Linked DNA regions of Zea mays: region 1 is linked to region 2. The links are chromatin contacts, called in public Hi-C maps. All regions are on one chromosome and are shown on one strand. Each heading gives the region's core, a stretch centred on a gene start, on an enhancer-like site or on the middle of the called end of the contact. The rest is flanking DNA. Distances are from core to core; before and after follow the strand shown.

Region 1 (5,714 bases), core at 750-3,249, 220 kb after region 2:
ATGCGCCACGCTGAGAAAAATTATGACAGCATGTCACTGCTCCATGAAAAAGTTAAAACCGTAATGAAAGGAGAAACAGGATATAGTTTGGCAAAACCTAACCTTAAATACACCTAACTTGCCATCTCTACTTCGAGTACCCTCCGGAAAGAAAAATACAGAAGCTCCTTTTCCTACCAAGTCCACACACCGTTTGAGACAATCCTGCATTTCCAAAACCAATGTTATGCAGAACATGGAATGCAAATTGAAATATAGTGTCTATTTGGACAATAGAATTACATACATTTGGTTATTTAGTTTTCAGTTACAAAGCAAAACTGCCTTATATGTGCCTCTAAATAATATAAACAATCCAAAAAAATATAGTTTCATCACAAATTTATCTGAACTATAATCTAAATAGGGATCCATTTATTCATACCAACTGGCTCCTGCTGTCCATACGCCGCAGAGGAATCACACCCAAGAGATACATTGCCCACCCTATAATAGGGAACATAAAGATGCTGGTCTTGCTTATAAATTTGAAGCACCTCCCTAGAGTTAGAAGGGTATAAATATCCAAGAAGCTCTGATGGTTAGCAACATAGACACCAGGACAGCTATTTGGAGGCAGATTCTCCATTCCTTCGACCTCAAGATTGTAGAACATGGAGATTGTCACCGTAGCCCAAATCTTTGCGATGTAGTGCTGTGCTCTCCTACGGTACCGGTCAAATAGCAACACAAGTGGATGAACCACAACCATAGCTACAAACAAAAAGATTGCTGCAACTGCAGTCACCAAATAGAAGCAAACCCCTCTGACTCTTGAAGCCAATTGCTGACCTGTTAAAACAATTTCAAGTTAGCACAAGGAGATCCAATTCTACAGTTTGATACATTGTGGTGTTCTTTGTAGACGATTCAATCCACACAAGCTATTTGTCACCTTGTTGTACATGTGCACATGCTTTCTAATAAACATGAGACACAGCTAGCACCTGCATCTATTGATTCTTCTACGCGCCTGAAACAGTGAAACACAATGGTGCAGCACGGCTATACCATGCTATTTGCTATAAGATGTCTAAAAGGATACACACTGCCAGATGTGTCCCAATTTCAGTTAGATAGGAGGGCCGGTTGTGATCATAGTTGATAGTATTATAATGATAGGAACCAAACGACTCTTTGTTTGCAATTTGAATCTACCGTGATCGTTTAAACCACGGAGCATTAGCAACAGTGATTTAGGGGGGTGTTTGTTTGCGATTACAATCTGCACAGATTGTATAATCCAGATTTCAGCACCCCATAATTTAGGGCATTTAACCTTTTGCGATTATGAAAGGGATCCCTCTCACATTCACTTTATCATAGTGGCAGATTATTTACCTGACATCTCACGGCCATCTTCAAATGAAACGGTTAAAACATTTTAACATACTCAGCAAGGTGGATACCTGGGAGCGCCCGCGTCGAATCCCCAGCTGCCGCGGCGGCTGCGCCACCGGCGACGACATCCGACCGCACAACCATACCTCTCCGGCGGCGCCATCTCGTCGCCAGAACCTGCGTACTCGGGGACCGGAACACCGCCACCGACACCGACACCCGATGCCGCAAGCTCCTCGCGCCACCGCCAACGACAGCCACTACGGACCAACCAAAATAAATCATAAGATAAGATCAGCGCCGTGGCGTGGCTTCCCCCCGGAGAGACAGGCCGGCAGAGAGGCGAGTCGGCGATACCGTGGGCGGATGAGGAGGAGGGGGAAGCGATGGGGAGAGGCGACGCGGCGGGCCCCGGCCGGATGAGCGTCCCCATGGTCGGCCCGCGAAACCAGCCCGTGATCTCGTTCGCGATGGAGTATGGCCGGCGACGCGGACGCGGTGGGGGAGGTGGCGCGCACGTGGCGAACGTGGGATTGGGGTCGGGGTGATGGCTTTCGCTTGAGTTTGAGAGACGAGTGAGGAATGGATAAAATCGTGGCGCGGCGGTCGGTGACGGTGGGTGGCTGGGTGCTTGTGCAGTTGTGCTTGTGTGCGATGGCGAGGCGATCGACCGGCGGTGGGGCCTACCCGGCCGGCAGAACGTGGGTCCAGATGCGCTAAAATCCTTCGAGGTTTTCAAAGTTCCTTGTGTGCGGTTTGGAACTTACCTGGAAGGCCAATGTTTGTAAATTTGTTCACCTGAAACTCCGAAGCTGCCGTAGTGCATGCCAACTAGTACTACCACTTTCAGCAGTGACCTTTTAAGCTCAAGCAACAGAAGACCTGGGTTCTAATTCCCTCAGAACAGTACATAGCAACGAAAGAATTGTGTACACCAGGTTACACCGTTTGCATACAACATGGTCATTTTCTGCAACCGGAAGATGCTTCCAACTAATAGGTTCTTTATACGGAAAAAGAGACATAGTTAAATTACACTACTATTATGTGATATACACTCTTAATTTGTCAGATTGAGGCATGTGTGGTCACTGATTCCATGTGACACGAAAATACAACATGTAAAACAGAGACGAAGAACTGAAGCACCACAACTACATTCCCTATAGCCTACACTGTTATTGTTCCACTCATAATATGGACTACATGATTTCCGGGGGGGAGTGTGTGGAGAAGAAACTAAAGGAGATGCACATGACAGGATCAGAACAGCAGGAGGGGCAAAAGAAAGAATAGAAACACTGTTAGCTCCCAAGCCAGCCTCTGGCATCAATCAATTCGTTGCGCCCTGGCCAGGTGAGGAGCAACACCTGTGTGTGGCTTCGGCTGCACTGCAGAGAGGTCGGTTAATCTGTACAGGGCGCCCTCTTCCAACTTCTATGACTGCCTGCATCTTTCAATGACTTCGGTGACAGCTGAATGTGTTTCCCTTGTCATCATGTTGAGCTGCAGGTGAAATGACTGCAGGAGAACGAGACGGCTGGGTAAATTATGAGCGAAAAAAAAACTAGCTCAAGCCTGTCGCAGAAAGAGAAATCGCGAAAAAAAACAACCAAGAAAATTTTGAAGCTAGAGCAGTCTTGTGATATCTAGTAAACATGCCAGAAAATGAATAATAAATGGATATAAGCTACACAAAGAATAGGGAGAGAGCATCTATGGACATGACAAATTACTGGTTCCCAAAAAGTGGCAGTCCATGTATCTATCCACCGTTGCTTCAGACAGAACGTCTAGAAATTTTGGGGACATACCACAAACTTCTCTAGCACTGGTACAAGAACTTTTAAGTTGTTGTCCGGAAGGCAGCTGGAAATGGCTCCTCGAACCTTCATACTGTGGCAGCAAACATACAGCTCAGAAGCTAACCCGCAGTGGGCCTCAACCTAAAATTATAACAAATTAAGTAAACATTATGAAATAAGGCAGTATGGACCTTTCCGTTGAAAGAAAGGCGAGCACAAGTGCTGCGTAGGCCTCCACGATCATCATTTCGGCTTCGCGTTCTCCTTGCAACAAAGATTCTTCGTCATCCTGAAAATTAGGAAGACATCAAATAAATGGCTCGCGAGGGACATAGGATATGCAGAACACAGCTATATGTTTCTAGGTAGCATGTAGAAATATGACATGTAGATGAAGGCACATTGCTGATTTAATTCCAAATTCCAACAAACATTTTGCCAATCTCTAGTGTCTATAAATAAACATATGTATATTTATATTCCTGGTAATACATCTACATAACCACCAGCTGATACTCTGATTATATTGGCAGATTTATAACAGGATACAAAATAGCAGGGAGATATGATGGTGGTTAAATTGAAGAAATTGCAACTTGTATGAGAAGGGACACATAAAGCAAGGGAAAGTGAAACGACACAACACACTGCCTCATAATAAATGACGGAAAGATGAAGAATTTTTTATAAATATGGAAAGTGAAATATGTCGGATTTATAGAAAGATGGAAACCGATGCTTTTTCCGCACCCTGGTACTGTTTGAAATAGAAAGACAGAGATATTAAATGCATGGTTCATATAAAAAAGAACACTGCTGGATTTGTATTCTAGTGCACACCTGAATTTCTGTTTTCACATGATTGTTTTTTAAATGAGACCTGTACGACAAAGTACATCTATGGTTCATGCTTGCATTATGGATGAGCCAAGTTCTAAGTATGAGTTTTGAGTATATTTCCATGTTTCCACCGAAGATGTGGTTTAGGCTACATATTTTTCCCTATATATATGCCAAGATAGGGCAGCCCATCATTGTTAACATTACACCATGCCCATCAGTTAGAATTGCCATCCGCCAGGTGTGGAAATTTCTATTTTGAAGCAAGTGGGAAGGTGACCATTACCTCGCTTTGTTATGTTGTAAAATATGAAAACATGAGGATTAGATAGAATTACCGGTGATATAGCTTCAGCAGTTTCCCCAGTACTTTGACTCGCTAAGAATATTGAACAGAGAAGGGGTATGACATCCCTCTGTACCTCTTCAGTATCTGGACTTTGAGATAGATTGACAGAAACACGGGCATTCGCAAGTCGTACCCTGTAGCCAGCCAGCCAGGTAGTCAGAATTACAGGCATTGACTAGAGGATGTATAGCAACTTTACAGATCTATGAAAATTTACACGAATGGAGCAAAATGGAGGGAAGGAAAAGGATTCCTACCTATTAAGGTTATCCTTCTCCACAAGGTTGACAAGCAATCCCAATATGGCGACCAGAAAATCAAGTTCATAGGCTCGCAATTGCTTAGTTTTGATTTGGAGTGACTTGCTGTTCTGGGAAGACGACAGATCACCAGAGGATACTCTTTCTTTCATTTGATTGTTACTGTCCATGGAGAAATCAAATGAGGGAAAATGTTTAATGATCAAGGAGGCCATTGTATTAATTCCACCACATGACGCAATTTGTTCGCAACCAGAAGGGTTGTCATTTGCCAAGTTCATAAGAACCTACCACAAAATTAAATTTAGATGTTAGATACATCTCATTGCAAATGTAATACAAACAAGTAGCCCCTCAATAATATGCCACTGGACTGGCCTGCTGCAAAAGATGTTTGTTTGGTAAAGCTGGCTGATCAAAACTTTCACAATAACTAGGCAAAGTAGAAGTAGCAACTAAGCTTAAAACTTGTAAAGTTTTAATTTTGCATAAAGCTCACCCACTGCTCAAGCATAATTTGGTAAAAAAACTATGCATCCGTCAGAAATGGTTAACATTGCTATTGTGGATAACCAGCAGGAGTGAATGTTCTTACGGTGGGTGAATATACAAATTGACACATGGAATAGAACTATAGAAGCACTGATATCTGGAAATTTTGTATAGAAAAATCACGATAATTCACAACCATCTGAAGGATACAGGCACAGCCTCATAATTTTTTATAAAGATTTAAAAGATGCCAGGCAAGAAAAGTTATAGAGGTAAAAACAAGACAAGGAAGATCAAAAGGAAACATGATTCATTACCTTAACTGATGCCAAAAGGCAATCTTCTAAAAGGTTGGACTCATCTGCAGCCTTAGAATCAGAAGTTGCACCTGACTGATTAATACCTTCAGGTTGACATAATTCAGGACTTCCCGTTACTGCAGTGTCACAATCATCCAGCACTAGTTCACCATTAGATCGTTTCGCTCGCTTCTGTGGTGATTTCCTTTTTGGACCAAATGGATCCCAATTTGAAGGTTCTTGATCGGTATCATCAAATGCAAATGGATCATCACCACCATTACTCAAA
Region 2 (5,165 bases), core at 170-2,669:
TTCAGCTTCAACCTGAACAGAATTACAGAAGTCATCAGTGCAAGTCAGCACAACAAACAAATAAGCAAACAATGTAGCATCACTCTATCTTGTTGACAGCAAATAAACAATAATTACTGATACAAAGGACACAGACCTAACCCCTGAGCATAATGGGCATAAATGAGGGAAAAAAACTAACCCCTGAGCATGATGGGTATAAATGGTTACAAGGTTAGTTCGATTATTCAGTGATTTAATGACAAGACCAATGAAGAAAAAAAGGGCATAATTATGCTTGTGTTTATGTCTCTTATAACTTAGCTCATAGCTTAATGGAAAGAGTGAAACATCACAGACTCAACTTGGATGTATTCAGTTAAGCTTAGTGGAAACAGAGAAATGACGAACAAGCAATTGGCCGGACTCACTCGGTAAATCAACTTTGTACAAATCGCAAGATTGTGTAGCCTCGAACACGGTGTGACTACCTCATCTCAGCATGGCATTTGTTTAGGCAGTGCCAAATATATACAGCCAGAGTTCAATATTTCCATATGACTTGTTACAACACCAAAGGAATACCAAATAGCATCACCAATGAACAATCAAAAATCCACATCTGGTGCATGAGTAACAGGATTCTCAGGGCGGGAGGGGGGGTCGTTGATCCCCGAAAATTGAGTACTACCACAACTTCAGCATTAGCCAGGGGCTAGGTTACAATATGTTCCATACTATGGTATAGACATATAATTTAGGCACAAAAGTTTAGTTTCACGCTTCTTTCGCGAATTATTTCAGTGGCAATTCAAAACCCAGCTCTCATTTTGCACATCCGCCTCCTGGCTAAATCGGTAAAACTTTGGATGAAGGAGAAACGCTGCAGAGAGGGAGAAAACTTTCGCAGTGCTCACTACAACAAGGCAGGCAGCCCAACAAGCGGCCGTAGAAACCTAACTACCTCCGCCTTATCGACACTGTACAGATCCAATTCCAAAAACGCACCGATCAGAACTGAATATACAGTGATCGAGGAAGAGCGCGGAAGCACGTACCCGCAGGAAGGCTGCGTGGGGGAAGTCGACGGCGAGGTGCGCGAAGACCTCGTCCATCTGCTTGGACGCCTCGCACCAGGACGCCCAGAAGTGCACGGCCACCGCCCGCGCCCCGGCCACCGCCGCCTCCAGCTCCGCAGGCGAGCCCACATCCCTCACCGCCCCGCCGCTCGCCATCCCCCTTCTCTGTGATCCTACGGGGCGGTTGGATGAGAAGAAATGTGGTGGTGGGAGGTGGGCCTGATTGTGGTGAAGGGCTGAAGACGACTGGAGTTGACGAGGAGGAGGATGCGGAAGAGAACGAGTACTCGAGTTGCTGTGCGGTGAGGAGGGTTGCGGCTCGGGGTTTTCCTCTGCTCTGCGCCGCCTCGATCGATTGGGAGGCCGGCGCAGCGAGGCAGAAGGTGTACGCTGCCTCCTCCTCGGCTTTTCTGGGGGCTCCCGCGCGGCGCCGCGACGGCGACTGAACATTCCAGAAGCGGGCACGTGGGAAAGCGACGGGCCGGCGGACCGAGGCTAGGTGGACCGCGGTATCGGCGTGGAAAGCTGGGCCGGTTTCTTGCTAGGCTGCGCGGGTCCAACCGCCCTTTGTTGCATGGTTGTGGCCCGCTGTGCCGGGCGTTTTTTTTGGGGGAAACGGGGGTGGGGTGCTTCCGAAAAAAAATAAAACTAATGTACATCCCATAGTACTGGTTCAAACTTCACCTGAATATACATTGAGAATTCAGACGATGCATAAGCGTTAGAGAATTCAGACTCTTGAGAATTTTAGTCTCAAATTATATAGCAGTATTCAACAATAGCTGCCACGTCACAAGAAAGTGAGATAGAATTATTTAATAGTAGAACTAATGATCCTCATTTGTAATTGTATATATTCACTAGGTGAGTACCCGTGCGTTGCAACGGGAACATATAATATCATGATAACTTACTAGGTCAGTGCCCGTGCGTTGCAACGGGAACATATAATACATCGATAACTTATATATGCAAATGTATGTTATACTGTTATGAGATGGAAGACGACATCCACGAGTCGTCCGGGATGACGTCGAAGAGAAACTCAGGCATGTGACGCACGAGAGGTCGCCCGTCTATGAGGCGCTCGAGGAGAAGGGCAGGGTAGTCTCGGGGAGGGAGCAAGGTCTTGGGGACGACGGTGGAGTGGCGGCACACGGTCACGGGGGTGGCGGCCTTGGCGACGATGGTGTGCGGTCAAGAAGGTGCGCGTGGGAGCCGGCGGAGGGACGGCGCAGTGGCTGGCAGAACCGCGTCGGGGCCGGTGCCCGGCGGAGCTCCGCGCTACGGCAGGGGGAAGGGAGGGAGAGGCTTTAATCCGTACCAGCTTCTACTGCTTGTACCATGTTTTGTCTCTATGGATGCAACTGCAACAGTCCGAACATATGACTTTAATCCAAAGCGAACAACTTATCTTGGCTGGGAGCATCGACATTGCGCCTTGATGGCGACATCAGCGGGTTCAGGGGTCATCATAGGAGGAGGAGCGGCGGGGGCATAGCCTTGTCCCTATGGATGCACCCCTTCAACGTTATTAGTAGGGATTACCAGGTTATCATTTTTTTTTGAAATCAAAAGGATGAAGGGCACCTGATATATTGATCACAGGTTCCAGTTATACTGGCGGTGGACGGCAGTAGCCCAACAGACGGAGCCTATGAAAGTATTACATCACAGGAGGGAAAAGTTTACAGTTGGGAATGTTACCGATTTGTTCAGTAAATATACGTAAGATAATTTAAATTCGAAAGAAAAGATAAACCACATGAAAATTTGGAAGCTGATAACGAGGAGTCATTGAGTTCCTATTGAATCCATTGCTAATTTGATTACTTGGTATGTGCGGAGTACATCTTAACATGGCACAATTTATGGGTTTTTCAAACAAGTTCACTTTGAAATGCAAGCAATAGCAGTATGCTAGTATATATCTATTCGAAACACATAGTAAGACTGAACATTGGAAAATATATAAAGAATTTATCCTACCAACTGTACAAGAACATAATATCAGAAAACATACTCACAGTTCTGTGATGATTTAGATAGCAATAAAATATGTATTATTTAGCTGACATTATATGCCAAAAAACAACATTGATTTCATTCCTAACGTGTCTATCCAGTTTATACAAGAAAACTCAACTACACAACCTTGTTAGCCCTAGATTTGCAAAAGAACATGGAAAATCATGATATCAATGTGCAGCACACGCTTTTTCAAAGGTAAGAGTTTAATGTGTTCGACAAGCTTGCAACAATCGAGCTTGCATTGGGAGCACTTGGCACGTTCTATTTGAAACAGTGTCTGCAGATAATTACTAAGACACTTTATTACATATATATGAATATGTATATGCACATGTGTTGTCACAAGAGTTAAAAATTAGTATAAACATAGATACGAAACGATAAAGATTACTATGAAATAAAAAATCCGTGAGGTAAAATATAATTGTAACATTAATATTATATTAACAATATAAATTTATAATATTACTGATGTCGAACAAACATTAGAATATCGTATAAATTATTTCTAAAAAACTATTATAATATGCTTATGCAGAACATTTCTTGTTACATGCAATTTTATATTTCTTTGAAGCCATAATAATCGTTTCTATGAATCTCTTGTATGGCATGTGATTACACCATGAAAATAGCTCCTCTACAGATCCTTAAAGTATCCTTCTCATTCAACTCTTCAAATGCATTAACGACATTCTATAGTCTGGCAACAAATTCGATCAGGAGCGATGCAAATGTAGTCAAGGACAAGGCACTTGCACTTTCGTATGTTTCGGAATCCTCATCTTTAAGTGGTATGTTTGGATGGAATGATCTACGAGCAGGACGAGAAAGTAGTGGCTTAAAACCGTCAATTGTTGATGTTGAATCATATCTGCTCAGAAATAGTAAAAGTTTATGTCCGTAATCTTTAATAGATAAAAGTTTATGTCTGTAATCCTTTTATGTTCATAATCCTTAACAGGTAAAAGTTTATGTCCGTAATCCTTAATAGATAAAAGTTCCCAGCCATTATTGCTAATGATGTGCATCTGATATAGCTTGGAATTAAACTCATGAGCCTTTCCTGACCAGCTGTATCCCTGCAAAGAAAACAAAACATGCATAAGGTCAACAATATGTATATCTCAAGGGGGCACATGAATGGAACAACCGGGGGAACAATAATTGCTTAATGACATACATTTAGGTGCCCGTGCGTTGCAATGACAAAATATTCGACAAAATGTCTGTTTAAATATTTTCAATAGTATATCTGAAAGAGAACCATAAAAATCAAATAAGTGAGAGAGTGAAATAGAGACAAATGCAAGTGCACCGTACAAAAAAGCATACATGTGTACAATGGCCAGGATACAAATAATAGCTAGCAAGTTTATAAAAAATTGAATACAATCTTTCAGCGAATTAAGTTGAGTTGCTAGTGTTGTACATATATATAAGGAGCTAACGGACGACTATCTAGCACACACAAGCTGTCAGCTAGCGCCTCCAGCCCATCCACCGGGTCTCTGCTGCTTGACAGGTTCCGCAAGCTCCTCTCAACCGCCACCTCCATGTTCTGCAATGCAAGCAGAAAAGTACAAGTAGAACAAATCTAGTCAATCCATCATTTGATGATTGTAGTTTTAATCACTAATGAAACATGAGATGGAACGACGAAGCAAACAAGATAGCTAGGAGTACCTCATAGTACAAATATCTAGTGGCCACAATAACACAAGCGATCCAATCCACATGTTTCATTGATTATATCAAAATAATGTATGAATAAATTTCTAATTTGTTCATAAGAAATAAACATGAGAAATGATTCATAGATCAGTACAAATATATAAATGAAGGTCATTCGACCCTAAATAACTGTGGCAGGAATAAATCACTACAGCTAACACAACCCATGAAAATCAATGACATAAGCAAGTAACAGGACCGAGGCTCCTCGACTTGCATCGACTTGCCAACAGCTTTTGAAGTGAAAGGGAACATGAGGGGTTATCGTGTCGTAGATACAGGGAGTGAACAATTACTGAACATGCCAGCCTTGAGGTAGGCGGAGATAGTGTCGACGGAGCG

What was found. Hi-C and Micro-C count contacts between places; a contact is called where the count stands out from the background.
Region 1: a Hi-C map of leaf shows a contact between it and region 2, with 5 times the contacts expected there. The contact joins the promoter of LOC100193515 here to the promoter of LOC100272720 in region 2. A contact is called at or near these places in 3 of 25 Hi-C or Micro-C datasets (ear, leaf and tassel).

The regions. Positions count from the first base shown.
Region 1 is chr5:25,639,399-25,645,112 of Zm-B73-REFERENCE-NAM-5.0, forward strand. It overlaps LOC100193515, which reads right to left and starts at 2,000. Exons shown (of 6, transcript NM_001367031.1): 1 at 1,738-2,000; 2 at 1,449-1,640; 3 at 425-831; 4 at 103-204; 5 at 1-10. The coding sequence starts at 1,813. It overlaps LOC100191427, which reads right to left. Exons shown (of 14, transcript NM_001365488.1): 9 at 5,444-5,714; 10 at 4,632-4,921; 11 at 4,364-4,508; 12 at 3,377-3,474; 13 at 3,195-3,276; 14 at 2,366-2,901. The coding sequence ends at 2,818.
Region 2 is chr5:25,418,176-25,423,340 of Zm-B73-REFERENCE-NAM-5.0, forward strand. It overlaps LOC100272720 (Monothiol glutaredoxin-S17), which reads right to left and starts at 1,420. Exons shown (of 3, transcript NM_001147173.1): 1 at 1,038-1,420; 2 at 1-12. The coding sequence starts at 1,214.